Linked DNA regions of Sus scrofa: all the other regions are linked to region 3. A link is a contact called in public HiChIP or PLAC-seq and promoter capture Hi-C data. All regions are on one chromosome and are shown on one strand. Each heading gives the region's core, a stretch centred on a gene start, on an enhancer-like site or on the middle of the called end of the contact. The rest is flanking DNA. Distances are from core to core; before and after follow the strand shown.

The links. Promoter capture Hi-C pulls out the DNA fragments that hold promoters and counts their contacts. HiChIP or PLAC-seq counts read pairs in DNA pulled down with a chosen protein or histone mark.
Region 1: a promoter capture Hi-C map of skeletal muscle shows a contact between it and region 3, with 12 times the contacts expected there. The contact joins the promoter of ZBTB16 here to the enhancer-like site in region 3. A contact is called at or near these places in 3 of 5 promoter capture datasets (fetal liver, liver and skeletal muscle), 12 of 47 Hi-C or Micro-C datasets (embryonic fibroblasts, heart right ventricle, liver and 5 more) and 1 of 2 datasets of contacts at active chromatin or transcription factors (skeletal muscle).
Region 2: a contact with region 3 is called in an H3K27ac HiChIP or PLAC-seq map of skeletal muscle. The contact joins two enhancer-like sites. A contact is called at or near these places in 4 of 47 Hi-C or Micro-C datasets (liver and skeletal muscle) and 1 of 2 datasets of contacts at active chromatin or transcription factors (skeletal muscle).

The regions. Positions count from the first base shown.
Region 1 is chr9:41,638,236-41,641,367 of Sscrofa11.1, forward strand. ZBTB16 (zinc finger and BTB domain-containing protein 16) reads left to right here and starts at 1,301. Exons shown (of 7, transcript XM_021062868.1): 1 at 1,301-1,624. It overlaps LOC106504875 (a long non-coding RNA gene), which reads right to left and starts at 1,236. Exons shown (of 3, transcript XR_002335639.1): 1 at 1-1,236.
Region 2 is chr9:41,606,454-41,609,973 of Sscrofa11.1, forward strand. It overlaps LOC110255433 (a long non-coding RNA gene), which reads right to left. Exons shown (of 4, transcript XR_002335637.1): 4 at 1-389. Among named protein-coding and RNA genes, the nearest start is that of ZBTB16, 31 kb to the right of the region's middle. Within about 2 kb of position 1,263, at least 3 of the 83 cell types and tissues checked have an H3K27ac peak or open chromatin away from gene starts, as enhancers often do. A contact at or near this core is called in skeletal muscle, where this site is marked.
Region 3 is chr9:41,774,159-41,777,812 of Sscrofa11.1, forward strand. All of the region lies in intron 4 of ZBTB16 (zinc finger and BTB domain-containing protein 16), which reads left to right. Among named protein-coding and RNA genes, the nearest start is that of NNMT, 95 kb to the right of the region's middle. Within about 2 kb of position 1,818, at least 1 of the 83 cell types and tissues checked has an H3K27ac peak or open chromatin away from gene starts, as enhancers often do. A contact at or near this core is called in skeletal muscle, where this site is marked.

The DNA.
Region 1 (3,132 bases), core at 51-2,550, 140 kb before region 3:
GAGAGGGCTGCTGGCTGGGATGGAATTGCCTATCCTTGGGACTACCCCATTAGCAGCTCTTGAACCCAGATCAGTTCTGATGTAAACCTCCCCCAAGGGGCCTTATGGGGCCAGAGCAGATTTTTGCTTCTATTGGCTTCTGCCACCCTTCCTGACTCTTTAATTCCTGGGGCCCGACTCTCCGTTAGGGACAGTGTCTGAGATGTGCCTGGGGATGTGATAAAGGCACTGAACGTGGGGACCCAGTGACTGAAGCCCCTCGTTGCTAAGGCTGAATGACCTCCAGGGCTGACTCTCCGGAGACCCAGGGAGGGCGCTCTCCGCCATCACCCTCACCCCAACGCTCCTGGACGTTAGCCCACTGCGCCTCTCGAGCCCTATCTTCAACAAGCTCTAGGGAAAAGGGCGGAGAAGGGGACTCTGCGCATCCGGAGATTTCTTCTGGTGGCTCTACCCGGGGGCTACCGACCTCAACCCCATCCTCTAAAGTGGAGGAGCCAGATGAGAGGAACCACTTGCGGTTCTGAATCGTCTTCGGGCTTTTACTCGCCCCCTGAAGACTTTGCCCTGAAGGGGGTGCAGTTCTCAGGAAATGTTTTCAACTAGGTTCCCTGGAGGGCAAAGGCTAGGGGATGGCCAAGACTGGGAGGGAGAAAAGTTTCTCTCAGACCTCGACCTTGGCCTCCAGGGGTCGCGACAGCCAAAATGGGGCACCGCCCCTCGACGATAGAGCCCGCGGACCCTCTAGCATCTGGTTTACCCGGGCCGCGAACTCTGCGCCTGGAGGCTACTGGCAGTCTGGGTGCTCAGAAGACCCGGAGGCACAAAAGGCCTGGGCTTAGGCCGGTAAAGCGCCCTTCAAAAACCGATGTCGAGGTACAGGCAGTGCCACCCCGAGTACGTTTAGAAAAAGTGCAAGGCGAGATGACACGCACTGAATAGGGGCAAATACTGGAGCCAGGGACAAAACTCCAAGCTTGGAGCAGCTGGGGAAAACAAAACCTGTGTCCAGTGGAAATTAAAAACCTGGGGGGGTGGTTGCTCCTCGCCCCTCACCTCCATTGCCCACTCTAAGGCTTCCGAGTCCCTGACCCTCCTCTCCGCCAGCTCCGTTCCTCTCCGCTTGGCCAGTGAGCGGCGGCCGCCGGCGCCCCAGCAGCAGCTAGATGTCAGGCAAAGCCCGGAGCGCGGCGCGCAGGGAAGGGAAGGGAGGGGAGGAAAGGGGTGGGGCGGGGAGCGCGCGCGGGCTTGGCCAGTGCGGGGGGTGGGCGGGCTGAGTCCGGGGACAGCGCGGGAGGGGGGAGGGAAGGGGGGCAGCTGTGGGCAGGGAGCCGGGCTCGGCCGCCAGCACTAAAGATGGAGAGGCGCCGGGGCCTCGCAGGGGAGGGGGCTCGGCGTTGACGTGGGACGCGGCGGAGGCGCCGCAGCCGGTGGTGATTTGCTAACCTCGCAGTAGAGAGGAGTTGAGGGCGATGAGAGCGGGTACTGCGAACTGCCGGGCGATGCCGCCGCTGCCGCCTTGATACCGAGAGCAACAGTTCCCCAGCAACACCCCCCTCCCCGACACAGGCACACCCCCCGAGGAGGCACGCACACCCACCCCACGGCGCCCGGCTCGGCAGCGGTGAGTGGGGGCCCGGGGAGGGGCGCACCGCCCAGCTGTAGCCTTGCGCCGGGGCGCCCCGGGGCTGGAGAGGTCTGGGGGGGCGCGCTCGCTTCGGCCACTCGGCCGTTGGGCTTCTGCCTTGTTTTATTCTGCTTGTTCCCTTCCTGCTGCTGCGGCCGTCGCCACCGGCGGTTGGGGGTCGGCTAGAAGCGGGAGCCTCGGCTGTCAGCTTGGGCGCAGCTGCGTCCCCAACCCTTCCGCTCCAGGGCACGGTCGGGGCGAGAGGTGGGGGGCAGAGCGGTCTGCGGGGGCTGAGGGCACGAGCAGAGGGTTGGGGATCGGGAGGCTTTGTACCACCAGGGGCCAGCGGAGGAGCCGGGAGCCTGTGGGTGCTCATATGTATGCCGACCGGTGCGCGGGCGCGAGATAGGGCTGTGGTTTATTTGTGTGTTTATTCGCCGGCCGGCTGGGAAGCTAGAATCGGAGGATCCGAGGAGTAGATCTAGGGCGAAGGGAAGCAGAACTGGGACTCAGTTGGGTTTTGTTTCTCTTTGCAAAACGTGGTGGGCTCTTTTTTCCTGACTAGAGTTGACCAGCCCCCCCGCCCCAGGTTTTTTTTTGGGGGGGGAGGGGCACCGTGGCCGTGCGCTCTGGAGGGTCTCCAGCGCTCCGGGCCCTTCTCGGCTCTCGGCGGGACCCGCCGTGGCGCCGGAGCTCGCAGTTGCGCTCCCGGCCGCGCTCGGTGGGTGCTCGGCTTTGCACCTGATGCGTTCGGGATGCTTTTCTCACCCCGGCAAGCTTGCGGCTCGCTTGCAGAGCCACTGGAACTCCCGCACGCGCTCGAAATGCGCACGATCTCGCCGGCCCGCGGACCCGCTGGAACGCACAGACGCGCTCGGCAGAGACTCGCTCGCCAAGCTCCCCGGGACGCTCGCAATGTGCTTGGGCCCGGCGCGCCGGCTGCTGGGCGCCACCAGCCCGAAGCCCGGGACCTTGCTCATTGCTCCCGGGGGTCACGGCCCTGGGGCGGAGAGGGAGAGCCCGCAGACCCCTTTTCGTCTTTCCTCCCCCAACTCGCTGTCGGGCTTTTGTGCTTCTCCTTCGCCGCGGGGCGGGTCAGCCTCCTCGCAGCTCTCGCCCAGGCGTCCGGCCCGCCCGGAGTCTCGCCTTTCGTCCGGGTCTCTTTCGCTTTCCCTCTTGCTAGCCCGACTGCCTTTCTCTTTGCCGTCTGGCTCCCTCGGAAAAGTTGCTTCTCCAAGTTTGCTGAAGTCTTCAAGTCTCCGTGGGGGTGGCTGAAAGCTAGGGGTGTATGAGAGCGCGATCGATCCCCGGAGCTCGAGAGGGTTAGCGCCGGCTTTCCCTCGCGCCGCAGGGCTGGGCGCTGCAACCAGCGCCAGCCGGATCGCGGGCGCCAAGCCGCGGGTGGCGGGGACCGCTGACCGAGGCACCCTGATTTCCCTCAGGATCCAAGGAGCTTGCGTCGGGGAAGGAATTCGGGTTAGCCCAGCTTCCGTTCTTTGGATTGA
Region 2 (3,520 bases), core at 13-2,512, 170 kb before region 3:
TGGAGGAGCTGGGTCTTCTGCTCCAAGTCCTGATGCTTGTTGCTACACCCCACAGTCTCCAGGGTCATAGTCTCTGTCCCTGGTCCTCTCTAAGAGCGCTCTGACACCACCGTCATTTTCTGGCCATTTCATTTCCTACAAAGCTCTGCATGTCACACGAACACTGGTGATCAGGGCCACGGAACTGGAGGACATGGGACTGGGGGTTCCGAAGCCAGCGGAGGCAGTTGCAGTGGAAGGTGGGTGGGGGTGGGGCTGCACAACAAAGAAGAGGTCAAGGGTCTATACTTTGGAGCCAAACCACCCAGGTTCCAATCCAGGCTCACGCATTGTCTGCCTGTGTGGTCTGAGCCAAGTCACTCAGTTCCTCCATGCCTCAGGTGTGCCATCTGTAAAACAGCGATAGTAACTGTACCCAAGTCATTGTTTATTGAGATGATGAAATGAATCAGTATGTGAACAGTGACCAGTGCTTAGAATGCCCTCCTTGGGGGGCAGTGATGATCATTCCTATCATTTACTAGTGACGGGGCTTCCTTGTCTGATACTCTCCCTGCTCAGTTGGATTAAATCGCCCTGACACAGGAGCGCTTCTGGATTCCTGTTGAAAGCTTGCAGGAGGGGAAGAACAGACAAAGACGGATCTACAAAACAGAAGCAGATCACAGACGTGGATAGCGGACCTGTGGTTGCCGGGAGGGAGTGGGATGGACAGTTTGGGGTTAGTGGATGCAAACTGTTACATTTAGACTAGATCGGCAATGAGGTCCTACTGTACAGCACAGGGAGCCATGTCCAAATCTCTTGGGTTGGAACATATCCACGAGGAATTAGGTTCGATCCTTGGCCTCACTCAGTAGATTAAGGGTCCAGTGTTGCTGTGAGCTGTGGTGTAGGCTGCAGCGACGGCTTGGACCTGGAATTGCTGTAGCTCTGGTGCAGGCTGGCAGCTGCGGCTCTGATTTGACCCCTAGCCTGGGAACTTTCATATGCTATGGGTATGACCCTGAAAAGCCAAAAAAAAAAAAAAAAAAAAAAAGAAAGAAGGAAAAAGAAAAAAAAAGATGGATAGGTGTCTCCTATCTGAGGAGCAATGATGAAAATTCCGGGAGACACAAGAGCCTTAGGATTTCAGGCTGGCAATGCCCTGGAGAGATCTCAATGGCCATCCCTCTGCCTCCAGCCAGCCCTTCTGTATATCCTCGGCTAGGACGAGGCCTTGAAGAGTCGGGTGACAGCTGCCAAGAAGCTTTACGGTGCCTCCTACCAGCTCTGACTGCTATTTCGGGACCCACAAAGGTCAAAGTCAGTCCCTGCCTGCAGGAACGGTGAGACACGTGCCAGCAGCAGCTGGGTTCCCCTGCCTCCTGGGTCCCACTAACCTGGAGGCGCACCTCGATCCCATCAAGCACAGGGCTGACATAAACGCCAGTGCTGAGCCCCAAGGCGCTGCTCTGTACAAAATCCCCAGTGAGCCCCAAGCAGAGAGAAATACAGCTTCTCAGGGCTGATTCCGGGACTCACCTGCCTCCCCCTTCTCCTACTCCCCACCCAGTGGAGAAGCTTGGCTAACAATTAAACACAGTAGCAATTTAAAACCGCCCTGCGGTGGGGGACCCTCTGCCCACCTGCCCAGGCTGCTGTTTACTCTGGCGGGCTGGGCTCCCACCCGGCTTGATGCTGGCACTGAACACTCGCCTATAAAACACCCTGTAAAAGACGCTCCAGGGGCCAGTGAGCCAGGTTTGTGACAGGGGCCCTGTCCTCAGACCTTCTTTTCCCTGGAGCTTGCTTTTTGCTTTACCCCATATCCCACGGGCCTTGTAGATTTTTTTTTTCTTTTTAGGGTGACACCCATGGCATATGGAAGCTTCCAGGCTAGGGGTCGAATCGGAGTTACAGCTGCTGGCCTATACCACAGCTCACAGCAATGCCAGATCCTTAACCCATTGAGCGAGGCCAGGGATTGAACCCGCATCCTCATGGTTCCTAGTCGGATTCATTACCCCTGAGCCATGAGAGGAACTCCCCATTAATGTATTAAATAGCCACTTATGAGGCATTGATGTCCCTAAGGTAGTCTATGCCTTTGAGATCAGATGAGACAACTCTCTAAACATTCTCCAGGAAGAGGGTCTTGGATTCTTTTGTCCAAACCCAACTCCCTCTCTGGTTCTGTGTGTTCACGCTTCTGCTTCCCCAGATCTCACTAGGAAATGGGTGAAAATTCGAATCAACTCTGCAGTTCAGTGATTAGTATTGCACCAATGTTATTGTCTTGATGGCTGTGCCATGGCTGTGGGCAAGGAAGGGTAACATTAGAAGAAGCTGAGCGAGCAGTACGTGGGAAATCTCTGTACAATTGTTTTCAACTTTTCTGTAAGTCTAAAGTTGGCTGGAAATAAGTTTAAAAAAATAAGGACGTCTTGGGAGTTTCTGCTGTGGCACAGGGGGTTAAGGATCCAGCGGTGCCACAGCTGTGGCTTAGGTTGAGGCTGCGGCTCAGATTCAGTCCCTGGCCCAGGAACTTCCATATGCTGCAGGTGTGCACCCTCCAAAAAAATTAAAATGAAGAAAGAGGAAGTCTCACTAGGAGTTTTGTTGACTCTAGAGCTTCTGTTCCATCTCATGCTTGGACTCCGTCATTCTCTACATCTTTCTGCAATCCTTTTGGTATCTCTTTGCCTTTCCCCTCTGTCTGTTTCCCCTTCTCAGCCCGTCTGTGCCCTTCTTTTCTCCTTCCTGCAAAAATCTGCTCTCCCCACACTCCTCCTCCCTACATGTAAACACCTAATCAGTCACTGAATTCTCTTAATTAAACTTCCTGAATATCCATCAGCCATTGCCTCCTCTCCCGAGCTGCTTCCAAAGCTCCTGGGTTGTCCCACGCAGTCACCCCGATTAGTCCAAGGCCCCCTTGCTGGACTCGGGGGATGGGCTCCAGTTGGTTCATTCTCCACACTGGGCAGCTCCGAGCAGGTCTAGCCCCTAATCCACGCCATCACTGTTTCGGCATCACCTACTAAAAAAAAGCCCAATCAGGTGGCATCATACTGTGATCCCTATGTCCCCGGCTTCCACTGGTGTCACTGAATCCCAAAGCAGTTTGACAGGGTTGTCTGGGCGTGACCTGAAGAACAGTGCTTCTTTCTTCCGAAGGCAGGGAAGAGGGTTTGTATATGTGAAGTTGAGGTTCATAGGCTGCAGGTGCAGGAGAGAGGAAGGAGGAGCAGGGGGAGAAGAAAGAGGTTTCTAGTTCAGTGTCGGCAGAGGACTCAGGAAGGAGAGAAGGCTTCTTAGGATCGTGATCTCGATGGCTTGACTGCAGCTGGGTGGAGACTCCAGGGGTGCCAGAGCAGCCGGTGTCTTCCAGGCGGATGGGAAAATGGACTGGGGTCCAAGCAAAGGTCATGGCCACATTCCACTCCACCTCTACCTTGTCCCTTTCAGCCACCAGCTTTCAGCAATGCCACCTCCAATCTGTCATTGGAATAAGCTCCATGCAAACGCTTTAAAAACC
Region 3 (3,654 bases), core at 568-3,067:
CCTTAGTTTATCAAACATGTTCCTCTGTTATACCCTTTAGAAACTTTATTTTTTTGGTCTTTTTATGTCCACACCTGTGGCATATGGAGGTTCCCAGGCTAGGGGTTGAATTGGAGCCGAAGCTGCCAGCCTACGTCACAGCCACAGCACTGCAGGATCCCAGCCATGTCTGCAACCTATGCTGCAGCTCAAGGCAACACTGGATTCTTAGTGCACTGAGCGAGGCCGGGGATCGAGCCCAAATCCTCATGGATACCAGTTGGGTTCTTGACACTGATCCAAAATGGGAACTCCCTTTAAAAAAATGTTATGGCTCCACCTGTGACATATGGAAGTTCCTGGGCCAAGGATTGAATCTGAGCTGCAGCTGCTATCTGTGCTTCAGCTGTTGCAATGCCAGATCCTTTAACCCACTGTACCCGTCTGGGGATCAAACCCAAGCCTCCAAGGAGACCTGAGCCACTGAAGTTGGATTCTTAACCCCCTGTACCACAGCAGGAACTCCTGTTATCCCCATTTAACAGATGAGAACGTGGAGACCTAGGAAGTAAAGAGCTGGAACTTGACTCAACTCTAACTTCAGTGTTCTTTCTACCCATCGCCAGTGGCCTGCATGTTGACTTACTGTTGCCCTTGGGTGTGTGGCTAAATGGTTTAGGAAGAGGGGTCAGAGACAGCCTAGCTTGTGGCCCTGTCCTGTACTCTTTTGGACCCTGGTGACCCATTTAACTGAGAACCCCCAACACCCTAATGACCATGTCCCCTTTGTGAGCAAGGATACAACTTCCCTGGGACAGATCAGGTCTGGGATCCATGCCCAGGGCTGCCTGCCCCGTGCGGAATTAACAGAGCTGGCCAGTAGCGTTGCATCCAATGGCAGTCAGGGCGCCTCACAGGTGTTCTTGACACAGAAAAATGAATTTTACAGAAAATATTTACAGAGTGCCTGTCGTGGCTCAGGGGAAAGGAATCTGACTAGGATCCATGAGGATGCAGGTTCCATCCCTGGCTTCACTCACTGGGTTAAGGATCCGGCATTGCCTTGAGCTGTGGTGTAGGTCACAGATGCAGTTCGGATCTGGCGTTGCTGTGGCTGTGGTGTAGGCCAGCAGCTACAGCTCTGATTTGACCCCTAGCCCGGGAACCTCCACATGCCATGGGCGCAGCCCTAAAAAGACAAAAAGAAAAAAGGAAAATGTTTCCAATTCTGTGTTCGCCAGACGTCATCTTCGCATCTCACCCTTGCTGTCCTGGTGAGTGTGAGCTTCCTTGCCCCCTTCCTGCAGGATCTTGGTGGGCTCCAGCTGGTGCTCTGGGAGGACGCACTGGTGGTTGGGCAGGGCTCATGCTGCGTTGTCACACTTCAGTTTTCTGTTTTGCTACAGCGAAGACTTTGAGGAGATAAACAGAGATCACTTTACACCTTTTATATTATGACAAATACATATTGCAAAACACTGCTGCTTCCAAAATGTTTGGGTTGCAGAGCAGTGAGGAATTAACAGCTCTGCAGCTCCCCAAGATGCTTGTACTTCATTTACACATCAGAATTTTTTTACACCACTCGGTAAAATAAAAAGTGAGAAGGCACACATACACGCACGTACACACTCACACATGCGCCCAGCGCAACCACTTGGGTTCTATATCAGGAATGTCTTAAATTAGTAAGTAGTTCTTTAAGTCCAGATAAACTGATAAATACCATTAATGGCTTAATTTATACTCTGGGTTTGAAATTTGACACATGGACACTATCTTGGCTCAGGAAACACAAGTGGTTTTGTGCCAGAGGTTTTAATGACCGATCAGTAATATAAATTGCTGCATCACTGAACAGAAATAGCTTCTCTGTGTCACTTGATCTGGAAACTTCTCCGGCCAGGCAGCAGTTAATAAATTTAAAAATAATTACCCTCTTCATTCAAAGTCAAACTAATTAGGAGCGGGTTTTACAAATCATAATGTTGTCCAAACCACGGTACATCCCCGTTTGGGACTTGGACAGGCCTGGGGGCAGCAGATCGGGTGGCGTTAATTAGAGGGCAGGGGAGATACCTTGGCTGCTGAGCTGAAGGTGAGGGGGTTGGGACAGTCGTCAGCACGCCCCCTGGGGGAGGGAGTGGGGGGGGTCTCAGTCGGGCGGGTTTGGGCTTGAACTGTGGGGACCTTTGGCTCTTTTAATCCATATAGAGGGAACTCAGGGCAGCTGCCTCTGTGTGATCTGAATATGGGGGCCATGGGGCCATGCTAGTGTTGGGGGGCCAGGCCAGAGAGACTGTGAGAACCTCCAGAGCAGGAAAGGCGGATGTGCAGATAGCTACCTGGGGAGGGTGGACCTACCTGGAGGCAGGGGAGTGGGAGGAGCATCTCTTCAGGGCTCCTCTATGCACTAGGCAAGCTGGGGCCCTGATGGGGTGATCCAGGTTTGTCTTTCAGGCTTCAGAGAAGAGGGACCCTTGGAGCCTGAAGTCCGACTGTGACATTCAGGGTATTTGGAGCATAGTGACAGCCAGAACTTGGGATCTGGTGTCAGACTGTCTAGATTCAAATCCTAGTCCCACTATTTCCAAGTTTTATGATCTTGGGTGGGTGGCTTAACCTCGCTAAACCTGTTTCCTCCTTGGTAACAGGATGGCAGTGATGCTGTGAGGATGTAATTTGGTGATCTGTGGAAGGGCCTTGCATGGAGTACATGATGGTGGTGGTTCCTGGCTGGGTCAGTGAGAAGGGCAGGGCCAGGTTGATGGTTGTGGTGGTGGAGGAATAGGAATGGTGTATAACTGCCTTGCCAAGGGAATGGTATCTTTGAGGATCCCAGACATGTCCTCTAGCCAAGAGGACATTTCCAGTGTGCCCATAGAGCCAACAGCCCGGGAGCCCTCCATGTGCAGCCAGGAGGCTGAGAATGAAGCTTTGCATGTTGAACAATCTTACAGGGCAGATTTGGGGATCTTACTTAAGGCCGTGGTGTCTAGAGTGTCCAAAGCTGCTCATGGAGCCCACCTTCCACTAATATCTAAACCGATGACATGTACAACTAAGACCGGACAAGCTGCAGAGCTGGGATCAGCACAGAGCAGATGCTCCCCCCTCCAGGAGTATCAGAACATGACCTGCCCCATCCTAGAAAAGGCCTCGTTAGTTGGCGCCCTTGAAGGCTCAGGCATCTGGACTCCCCCTGCTGGGATCCTGGCCCATGTCTATTACCAGCAGGAACCTAGGTGTTCTGGAGATACAAATAAGACCGTATGTGTCCTCCCTTCTTATGCCCTCCTAGTGCCATTCCTCAGTTTAGGAGTTCTGGGGCTAGGAAGCTTCAGGATATTAGATGGCCCAGAACACTAGGTTGAACTAGATCTCCAGACTTGCCCCAAAGCAATTCCGCTCTCTCCTCCAGCCCTCACCCTGCCTCACCAGGTCGACGAGGTTAGTGACTTGGGTTTGTTGCAGATGGTAGGAGCCTCTGCAGTTGGTTTGTCTCATCATTCCTTCATTCATTTATTCCCTAAGTTTTAAAGTACCTACTCTGCACGAGGAGCTTTGTGGATTTGTGCCTAAGGGTAAGCAAAACTTGGAGGAAGTGAACAAATAGGATGAACTTGCCTTAGGTACAGATATAATCATAGCTGTACTCTGTTGTATACTTTGGAG